Regions from separate parts of the Gossypium hirsutum genome. Here region 2 is linked to region 1. A link is a contact called in public Hi-C data. All regions are on one chromosome and are shown on one strand. The core of a region is the stretch at or near the end of the contact, and the rest is flanking DNA. Distances in the headings are between cores, read along the strand shown.

The links. Hi-C and Micro-C count contacts between places; a contact is called where the count stands out from the background.
Region 2: a contact with region 1 is called in a Hi-C map of leaf, with 2.7 times the contacts expected there. The contact joins the promoter of LOC107949829 here to the enhancer-like site in region 1. A contact is called at or near these places in 4 of 34 Hi-C or Micro-C datasets (callus, hypocotyl and leaf).

The regions. Positions count from the first base shown.
Region 1 is chrD03:37,841,382-37,846,583 of Gossypium_hirsutum_v2.1, reverse strand. No RefSeq gene overlaps it. Among protein-coding and RNA genes, the nearest start is that of LOC107949922, 14 kb to the right of the region's middle. Within about 2 kb of position 3,058, at least 9 of the 9 cell types and tissues checked have an H3K27ac peak or open chromatin away from gene starts, as enhancers often do. A contact at or near this core is called in hypocotyl and leaf, where this site is marked.
Region 2 is chrD03:37,900,351-37,905,552 of Gossypium_hirsutum_v2.1, reverse strand. It overlaps LOC107949829 (NAP1-related protein 1), which reads left to right and starts at 2,207. Exons shown (of 10, transcript XM_016884601.2): 1 at 2,207-2,751; 2 at 3,396-3,518; 3 at 3,623-3,673; 4 at 3,843-3,914; 5 at 4,069-4,179; 6 at 4,268-4,329; 7 at 4,892-4,952; 8 at 5,039-5,095. The coding sequence starts at 2,623.

The sequences.
Region 1 (5,202 bases), core at 1,809-4,308:
AAACATGTGTTTTTCTAGCGTTAACCTTATGTCCCGATGCCAAACCAAAAATTTCCAAAATTTCCCTAATCGTCCTTACTTGATCCACATTTGCTTCAAAAAATAAGAAAAGGTCATCAACAAAAAAGAGGTGTGAAATTTTTGGTTCATTCTTCCCTAATGCAATAGGCCTCCAAGTCTTATCATCCACGCCTTTATGGATAAAATGTCCCAACCTTTCCATACGGACAGCCTTGACGTATACCACTCAATGGACAGAATACGTTGGAAAGATTACTATGCCACACAATCTTCATAAAGACAAAAAACAAGAATTCTATGAAAACTTTCACCAAAAGTATTGGAAAACCAACATCCAACAAAGTATCTTCAATAAAATCCCATCGGATTCGATCATATGCCTTTTCTAGTCTACTTTTATAGCCATCTAGCCTTTTTTTTCCTTTCTTGATGTGTATCGAATGCACTATTTCTTGAGCCACAATTATGTTATCTGTAATATGTCTTCCAACGATAAAGCTCACTTGATTCTATGTAATAAGTGAGCGAAAAATAGGCTTGAATCAGTTAGCAATAGTCTTTGTCACGATATTAAATAAGACTTCATAGAGACTTATTGGGCGAAAGTGGGAAATGGACTTAGGACTTTGGCTTTTTGGAATAAGAACCGAAAGAGTACTGTTAATACTTCGATCAATAGGTTGGCCTGAGAACACACCATAGACCCAATTGTACACATCCTGTCTTACTGTCTCCCATTGGTTCTGATAGAACAAGGTATAAAGACCATCAGGTCCTAGAGCCTTCAAAGGCCGCATGTTAAACACACGTTTCAAATCTCCTCTACTATAACTTCTCTAGTTAGGGACTCCATATCATGTAAATTGACGCGAGGGAAGAAACCATGTAGAGGAAACAGAGTCTGGTTTTGGTCAGACAAAGAATACAACAATGAGAAAAAACTAACAACTTCTATTTGAAGTTCTTTATCATCATAGCACTAAACACCACCGATCTTCAAAGTAGAGATCTTGTTAAACTTACACTTAGAGAGAGTTTTGTTTTGAAAAAGCTTTGTGTTTCTGTCCCCTTGTTGAATTCAATCTACCCGAGAATTTTGCATCCAAAGTAACTTTTCCTCATCAAGCACTTTTTCAAATTCGAAACACAGATCCATTTCAAGATCCAAATGAAACTTCGAGCACTTATGATCCAAGGTAGCTTGGACACTTTCAATACGACGAGCCAGTGAGCGCTTCCTTGTAGCAATATGCCTATACACTCCTTTATTCCTTTTTTTAAGATCTGATTGGTTAGCATATCTAAACTAGTTTTCCACCTATCCCAAATAAGATGCGAAAATGAAGAGTGTTGGATCCAAGAAGCCAAAAAACAGAATGGCCTGTTGTACCAAATCTGTCTAGTCGACTGTGAAGAAATCAAAATGGGTCAATGATCCAATTTTAGCCAGGGGAAGGTGAAACTGAACAGCGTCTGGGAAAGAATAGAACCGTTCACTATTCCCAATCACCCTGTCCAACCTTTCAAAAACTACACCTCTTCGCTAAGTAAATTTCGGTCCTTGAAAACCAAGGTCCCGTAATCCATTATCTTGAATGAATTTCTGAAACAACTTACAACCTAAGATTGTTGGCCGACCCCTTCTCTTCTAATCCGGAAATAAAAATGAGTTGAAATCCCCTAACAACACCCAAGGGTCCTTAATCGAATGAGCCAAATGATCCAACCGCTCCCAAAGAAAACTACGTAATCGCTTGTCTGGGCTACCATAAACAAATGGCACAAACAACTTCTTAAAAACCAAGTTCTTCTTGATGTAGAAATGGACGAACTGTGGATCATTATTAATAACATGAACCTGAGCACTCTTTTTCCAACAGACCCACAAACCTCCGAATAATCCTCGAGCTTTAATTATGTGCGAACAATCAAACCCAAGCTTGGAAATAATTATCAGCCTTAAGACCACTAATTCTAGACTCAAGAAAAGATGCAACCTCAAAATCATAATCATCCAAATAACTTCTAACTACTCTGAAAAATTTAGGACTAGCTCCCCCTTGACAGTTTCACACGAAAACATTCGGTAACATCATAATCAAAAAGAGATAAGAAGACCAAACCGTTTCAAATAGAAGAAGCATCAATTGCATTAACCTCTGATAGCCCTCCATTCGCAGAATAAGGTTCATTATTTGACTTATCAATCCCGATGTTTTCTGCAATTTTGGACATCGCATCAGGATCCTAGACTTCAAATCTATTACCCTTAACCTTAAGTAAATTGATATTGGGTGGTTTCCTCAACTTTTTAGAACCCCCCTTCTTCATTGACTTGGGATTGTATTTAGCAACAACTAGGGAAGAAGTAGATTTGGCGTTGCATCAGACATGATATTCGGGTCAAAATTCTCCACGAATGAGACCACTGAGTGGAAAGCAGCATCCAACAAAGTTTTCGGAACCCTTTTCACCATAGAAATGTGCTTTCCCCTCACTAACATGTTATTGAAATTTTGGGAAGTCACTTGAGCAGATAGGGTTTTATCTATGCTTAGGTTAGATGAACTTAGGCCAACATGTATAAGAGATAAATCACCAACCAGATCCTCAGATTTATTGCCACCTTTAGAAGAGCTTCCCATTATAATATTGGGCCTGTTAGATTTCTTTATTGGATCCATAAAATTATGGATCAATACATCCTTGGGCCTAGAGTCCCCTTGTTCTTTATCAACCATCATAAAACAAACCTCCTCATCAACTCCCAGTGGGTTGTCATAAATAGAAATCCCTTTGCCCTTAACATTAGCTGATTTTGTATGATCTGTAGCTTGATTTTCAACGGAATTTTTATTCTGAAATTCGTGCAGCACATTAAAGCGTGATCCTTGAAAACCCACCTGTTCCTTTGTCCCATCTCCGGTGGTAGACTTTCTACTAGGTTACGGCTCCGACGAATCACCAACTTCCACTCACCAAACGCCTCCATTTCAACCTGTTTATCAATCTTTTTTCAAGCATCAACCTCCACACTATGAACAGCAACACCTCTCACCGCACTCAGCATAACACCACCCTCCTCCATCGGCCTATTGTGCTTAACCTACGTAAAACAGTTTTCCTTCATATGGTCATAATTCCCACAAGCGAAGCAAACATTAGGAAGAGATTCATACCCCACTCGTTGCACACAACCATCTATTTTAATCTTAGAAACAAGGGGTTTGTTCAAATCCAATAAAATAGCCATGCGAACAAACGTCCATACTGAGCCTTCCCTGTATTATTATCTTAGTTTGATAACACGGCCAATCAATTCTTCGATGGTCTTGATAACATTTCTTCTATACATGAATTCAAGAATCCCAGGGAGTCGAATCCAAGCAACCACACTAGCCGGGAAAGGTTGGGAAGTAGAAAAATTCTCCGACCAAGGTTAAACTGTTAAATATTGCCCATACACAACCTAAGGTCCTTCAGTAGTGCTCTAACATAATCTGCTTTAAATTGGAACTTAACCAAATAATAATAATTTTCTAAATCCATGACACTAATAGGTGTTGACGACTTCCACAGACTATAAATCCTGCTGGTAAGTGCATGATAACCAATCTTTCTTCCAAGCAATTTGACAAGTGACAACTATTGCCCGAGACATGCTCTTATATAAAAGATGATGAACTCGATCAGAAAATCTAACCGATAGCAAATTATCTTTCGTCCCAACAGACACATCCATCCTCTAACAATTGCAAATCATCATCATCTTCCTCTTGTGGTCTCCGATTCGCCAAATCCACAGATTCTACCAACATATCCTTGAAGGACCTACGCCCAACCATATTCATGTCAATCCTCAAGGGATTTCCATTACTGTCCACCCCCATCAACTGATCTTCATGAACAGACTAATCATTCCGAAAGCGAACTTTTTTGGCGGCTTTCTCCTCCACCATGGACAGCGGGAGAGGGGCTGAGATCAAGTCGTTTTCCATCTCCTTTTATCTTTCACTGAATTTAAGTTTTATTATTTTAGGGTACTTAAATTCTTTTTATTTTAACAAAATTAATAAAAATATGTATACAATGGGATTTGAACTCACACCAATTTAATTAATAAAATCTTAAATTTACCTCTCAACCAAAGTTTTATTTTAATTTTTTTATGTATTTTTATTTTAATGTACACAACTTATGTGTTTAAATTTCGTCTCGCTCTCATTTTAATCTAATATTTTCCAATTTAATATGGTACACATTTTATTTATTATTATTAATTAGTTTCAAACTATATGTTTTATTATTTATTATATGTTATTTTCAAGCAAATCACTATATTCCAAATACGTAACTTTCACATGCATACGCGAGTAATAAAATTTTTAATATTTATTTTTATTATAAATTATATTTAAACTGGTGTATCACTTTTTAAAATAATTTTTAATATATTAGTAATTAAGAATTATATATTTATTTATATTATAACATATAATTTATTTTAATTATTTCAAACTAAATTGCAAAATATATAAGGTGATGGGGCAGGTATTGGGTCCCAGCTGCTGTTCAATGCCCAAAGTATTGTACATATTATCACTGACAAACAGGTGAATCATTTTCATTCTCTTTTATAACAATTAGTTTTTAATATTATATGTTATATGTATTTTTACACGATTAATTTTTAAATTTTTTTATTTTAAAAAAATATGTTAATTTTAAAAATAAAAAAAAACATGTATTAATTATAATAATAGTTCATAATAAATAGGAAAGATATTTAAATTAACTTTAATAAACATATTTAATAATAGTGATTAAAAAAATAATTGTTGAAATTTGACTTTTTCTTCAAAATAAAGTCTCAAAATATTTTTCACCTGCACCAAAAAATAACATAAAGATAAAAAAAGAATTTTAAGAGCTCTAGTATAAATTTATAGAAAAAAATTTGAAAAATTAATATCATGATATTATATTACATCATTAATTAATATAATCTTCAATTATCCTCCAATACCATTATTGTTCGAATATATTTTGATTTTGTCTCTTCAAAAAATTGTAAGACGCATCTTCAATTATTTTAAGCTTTTCGAATTTGAATGTTAAAATATAAATTATTGACATGCGTAAAACAGCATTCCCTTTATGTTGATTTTGCAGAATTATCCC
Region 2 (5,202 bases), core at 958-3,457, 60 kb before region 1:
ATTTATTGTTAAATGTGCATGGTTATTTGAATGATGTCCGGGCTAAGTCTCGAAGGCTTTGTGCTATATCCGGACTAAGATCCGAAGGCATTTGTACGAGTTACTAAATCCGGACTAAGATCCGAAGGCATTTGTGCAAGTTACTAAATCCGGGTTAAGTCCCGAAGGCATTTGTGCGAGTTACTAAATCCGGGTTAAGTCCCAAAGGCATTTGTGCGAGTTACTAAATCCGGGTTAAGTCCCGAAGGCATTTGTGCGAGTTACTATAACCGGGCTATGTCCCGAAGGCATTTGAACGAGTAGCTATATCCGGTTAAATTCCGAAGGTACGTGATTTGGGAATGAATGATCTTGCTGTAAAAATTTCAGTTAATACGCTTGAAACATCCCAACATTGAGGTATGTTTCGTATGTGCTTTGAATTAGTTGAGCCCTTACAAATAAGTATTCGCTCAGTTGATAAATGAGCTACCGGCCTTTGGCTAAGTTGATCTTTGTGTATGAATAAAAGGGTTGGTAATGTGAAGTAAGTATGATATTGAAAAATTGTGCATATGAAATTATCCATTTAGCTACATGAATGCTATACTTTTGTTGTGCTGGAATCCCTTGCTCAAAACTTACTAAGCATAAATTGCTTACTCCGTCTCCTTGATTCTCTGTTTTATAGATTTTGGTTCTCCAGCTATCGGACTCGGGATTTTGAAGTCGAAGTCGCCCACACTATCAAAGCCCCCTTTTGGTACAATTTTGGTTGAACTTCGAAATGGCATGTATAGGACTACCCTTTTGTTGTGGGTCATGGACCCTTTGGACTTGTATAATTTTGGATAGCCATGCGAAAATGGCTTATATATGTTTGAGTATAATGTTATAATCATTTGGTATGAATATGGTTATTGAGAGGTGTGGATATGCTTAACAAGGATTGGCCATGGGAATGGTTAATCACTATCATAAATTGTGCTATTTATGCTAAAAGGGCTAGTTGAATCATGGAAACTATGAAATAGGTAAAGTCTACCTTAAAGGCAGATGCTGACAGCAGCAGTGATGTAGATTTGGAAAATCACTAAAAATAGTAGGAATGAAATTAAATAGTGAATAAATTATGTAAACGAACCTTGATGAATCTATTTTCATAGGAAAGTAACGAAACGATCATATGGACAGTATGTTAAGAGATATTCAGGTTCTCGTAAGACAGGGCCAGAACGGTTTCTGGATTCCTTGTTTCGACTTTGGAAATTCATTATAAATTAACCAGAGATAATTAGGAGTCATGCCATATATGTATAGATTCCTCTTTGAGTCTAGTTTCTATAGAAACAAACGACATCAGTATTGAAGCCCTGTACAGGGAGATATCCAAGTCGTAATGCGCAAAGGTCAGTGTAGTCGATCCCTGTAACATGGGAGACTTTGACTAATAAACTGTACTAATTGGCCCAACCAAAAATTCTAGAAAAAAATATGTAGATGGGCATATTAGTCTAGTTTCAGGGAAAATTTACGGAACTGGATTCCAAGTTTCTGAACTCAAGATATGATTTTTAAAGCGACTAGTACGCAGATTGGCAGTGTCTGGGAATTTTTTTTTATAAGTGGTTTAAAGTCTGTTAACACCTCGTGTTCGACTCCGGTGACGGTCTCGGGTTCGGGGTGTTACAGTACTAATTAGGTCTTTTAGTGTTTAGGTTAGAATAGATCTAGCACTCGCCTCCCTTGGGTACGATCCTAGGAGTACTTACCTACTTTGTTGTAACACTATGTTACAACTCGATTTTTAATTGATTAAAGGAGCAGAGAAGAAAAGATGACACGAAAAGTTGAGAATGCGAAAAAGGCAATGTTCTAGAGATTTTTTTCCTCAAAAATAGAATTGGTATAATTAGCTTTAAGTCCCTTGAATTACTTGAATACAAAAATAACTTTACGTACAATGACACATGAAATCTTATCATTGGATCACGTGCTTCAATAGGTTAAAAATTATCACTGTTTATCAAATGTAAAAATAATTTTTTTGAAAAATTTAGGTACCACATTAGAAGATTTGTCTAAATTTACATCCCAAATGTTATCCTTATAATTCTTAATTTAAATATAATAATAAAATATAAAGATTTGAAAGGTTAAAATTAAATAAAAATAAAGTGGCATTAGTTTTTTTTTATATTTATACAAAGATATCAAAGTTTGTAATGTAAACTAACCAACCAACCTTATCTATGGACACAATGGGTTGAAGTACTACCTACCGCAAGGCACGCAGAAAGATTCTGTTTCCGAACATCAGAACTCAAAAATATCCGAATCCATCCTTGAATTACCCTTACTACCCTCAACATCTCACAATTAAATGACCTTAGTAGCCTCATTACAGGTGTCAGCTCCCAACTGAACAGATATAAACTCCCAAAACCCTAGCATTCTCTACTCTTTCTCTCTCACTCACTCACTCACTCACTCGCTTTTGTCCCCGTAGATATCAGAGGGAAAACACAAGAAAAACAGAACTAGGGTTTTAAAGAGAAAGGGAGCAAAAGTGAGAGAGAGGAGAGAAGAGGCAGAAATTTTTAGGATTAGGGTTTTATTATATTGTTCTCTAGGGTTTAGAAAATGGTGGCCGACAAAGGAAAGAAGATGAAAGTAGCAGAGAAAGTAGAGGAAGAGAACCATGATCAAATAGATGGAGACCTCGTCATTTCCATCGAGAAGCTTCAAGAGATCCAAGGCGAGCTTGAGAAGGTCCATTTTTATCTACATGCCGCTTTTTCATTTATATAATGCGTGTATATGCTGATTTCCTTTTTCTTCTCATTTCTCCCTTGTTTAAGGTGTATGAGCTGGAAAATTAGCAAATTTTAGAATTTTTTAAATAAAAAATTTGGATTTCCTTGTGTTTTTTTATGGTATAATGTTAATTGAATGATGTTTTAAGTGTCAAAGTATTGTATTTGCTGTAATTTCAATTGCGGGTCGATGAAATAAATGTTTAAAATTTACTGCTCTGGTCGTTAATATTTGTACTTTATCGGCTTTGTATGCTGTTTTTATGTTGGGTTCATCTGAATTATTGTGCTAAGCTTTGTTTTATATGTATATTTATTTGGTGATCTAATGTTGATTGTTAATTCTTGCATCTGATCATCTTTGTAGTATGATTGAGTCCTTTAATGTTTTCTTCCGTGTATCTAAGTGTCCCCTAGCTTTGTTAAGCACAATTTTGATTTCTTCTTTTATTTGTGAAGTTACTTTGGATTATTATGTCTTATTGCGAGGCAGGTGATTTAATGTGGCTATGCTTGCATACAAGCGTACAGATGAAGTGGTAAATGTCACATGTGGTGTTTCTGATTGTAAGCTTTTCGGTTCTGTTTTTTTGGTTGTAGATCAATGAAGAGGCAAGTGAGAAAGTCTTGGAAGTGGAGCAGAAATACAATGAAGTTCGCAAACCGGTCTATGATAAGCGGAATGAAATCATCAATTCAATTCCTGATTTCTGGTTAACAGCTGTAAGTTATTCTGTTCTTCCGTTCTTAATATGGTGAACAATTTGTTAAATTTGTTTACATGTTCAGAAGAATGTATTAAATTGACTTGCATTCTTCATGTGCAGTTCTTGAGCCATCCTGCTCTTGGTGATCTTTTGACTGAAGAGGATCAGAAGGTTTAATGTCACTTCTTTCCCAAAATGAACTTATCATTTTGCGCTTATTTTACTTTCCAACATTGATTTTTGATTTTGTTTTTTATAGATGTTTCTTGATGTTTGCCTGAATTTTGTGAATTCTTTCTTATTTATTGATCTTCTTATTTTCAATTATTATTCTTGGTAGATATTCAAATATATTAACTCACTTGAAGTGGAGGATTTTAAAGATCTGAAATCTGGATACACTATCACATTTGTAAGTTTATTCATATTCCTATTCTTACCTTATTTTTGGTGATTGAAGTTGCTCTTAATTTCATTTGCTTGCATTGAACTACTGTTAGAAGAAACATAATTCATACTCTAATATATCTGATGATTTGTTGACCGGCTTTATTATAATTTTTCAGAATTTTAATTCCAATCCGTACTTTGAAAATACAAAGCTTACAAAGACCTTTACCTTCCTTGATGATGGAACCAAAATTACTGCTACCCCAATCAAGTGGAAAGAGGGCAAGGTAAGACCTTCTCTTTTGATGACTATCCTGCTTCTTGTTTTATGTTTTCCTTGGATATCATATGAAATTATTTTCCTTAAATGTTAAGGGCTTGCCAAATGGAGTTAATCATGAGAAAAAAGGAAACAAGCGACAACTTGCCGAAGAAAGGTTTGTTTATCATACCCATCAGTCAATTTTTCTCAGGCTTAGGACTTGAGTAACATAAAACTTGAGATCAGTTTATTAATATCTCCATCACTCCATGCTGTGAAATGCAGTCACTTTGTGTGGCGTGCTATGTTATAAGAGTTGGATCGGTGGTTGGACTGGTCAGACAGCCGGTTACTAGTCCAACCAGTTGAGCAATAGTTAAATAAATAATAAAAGTTAAAAAAAACATAACTGATTGGACTGCCTTTTTCTGGTCATGGTTCCCAGTTTTCTTCCGGTTCATAGCAGTTTGCTCTATTCGTGGTTATATATCATTGTCAAACTGGTTGGACCACTGGTTCCCAGTTCAACCGGCTGGTCCAGTCCGCTTCTGACAATACTGGTGGTGTTTCTATAACTGCTATGTATTTATATATATATGCATGTACATATTTGAAATTTCTTATAATATGTTGTGAAGTTCATATGCATTTATGCCACTTGTATTTGATCCTTCATTTATGAGTCACACTGCAAACCAATTCTGTATTGTGCTAAATTTTATCAACATATAACACAGCTTCTTTACCTGGTTTGCTGATGCTCAGCAAAAAGATGACATGGATGAAATTCATGATGAGGTAAATTCTCTATGCATGTACTATTAGTTTATTTTACTCATTCTGTAACAGCGCTGGTCTAAGCTTTCATTTGATGAACACTGCAGGTAGCAGAGATTATCAAGGAGGATTTATGGCCCAATCCTCTCACTTATTTCAACAATGTAACCTCTTTTTTCCTCCTGCTTCTCATGATTTGTTGTACATACTGTTTTTCGTGATCATGTTTTGTTTCCCTTTGCTAATTGTTATTGGAACTTTCTTGATGCAG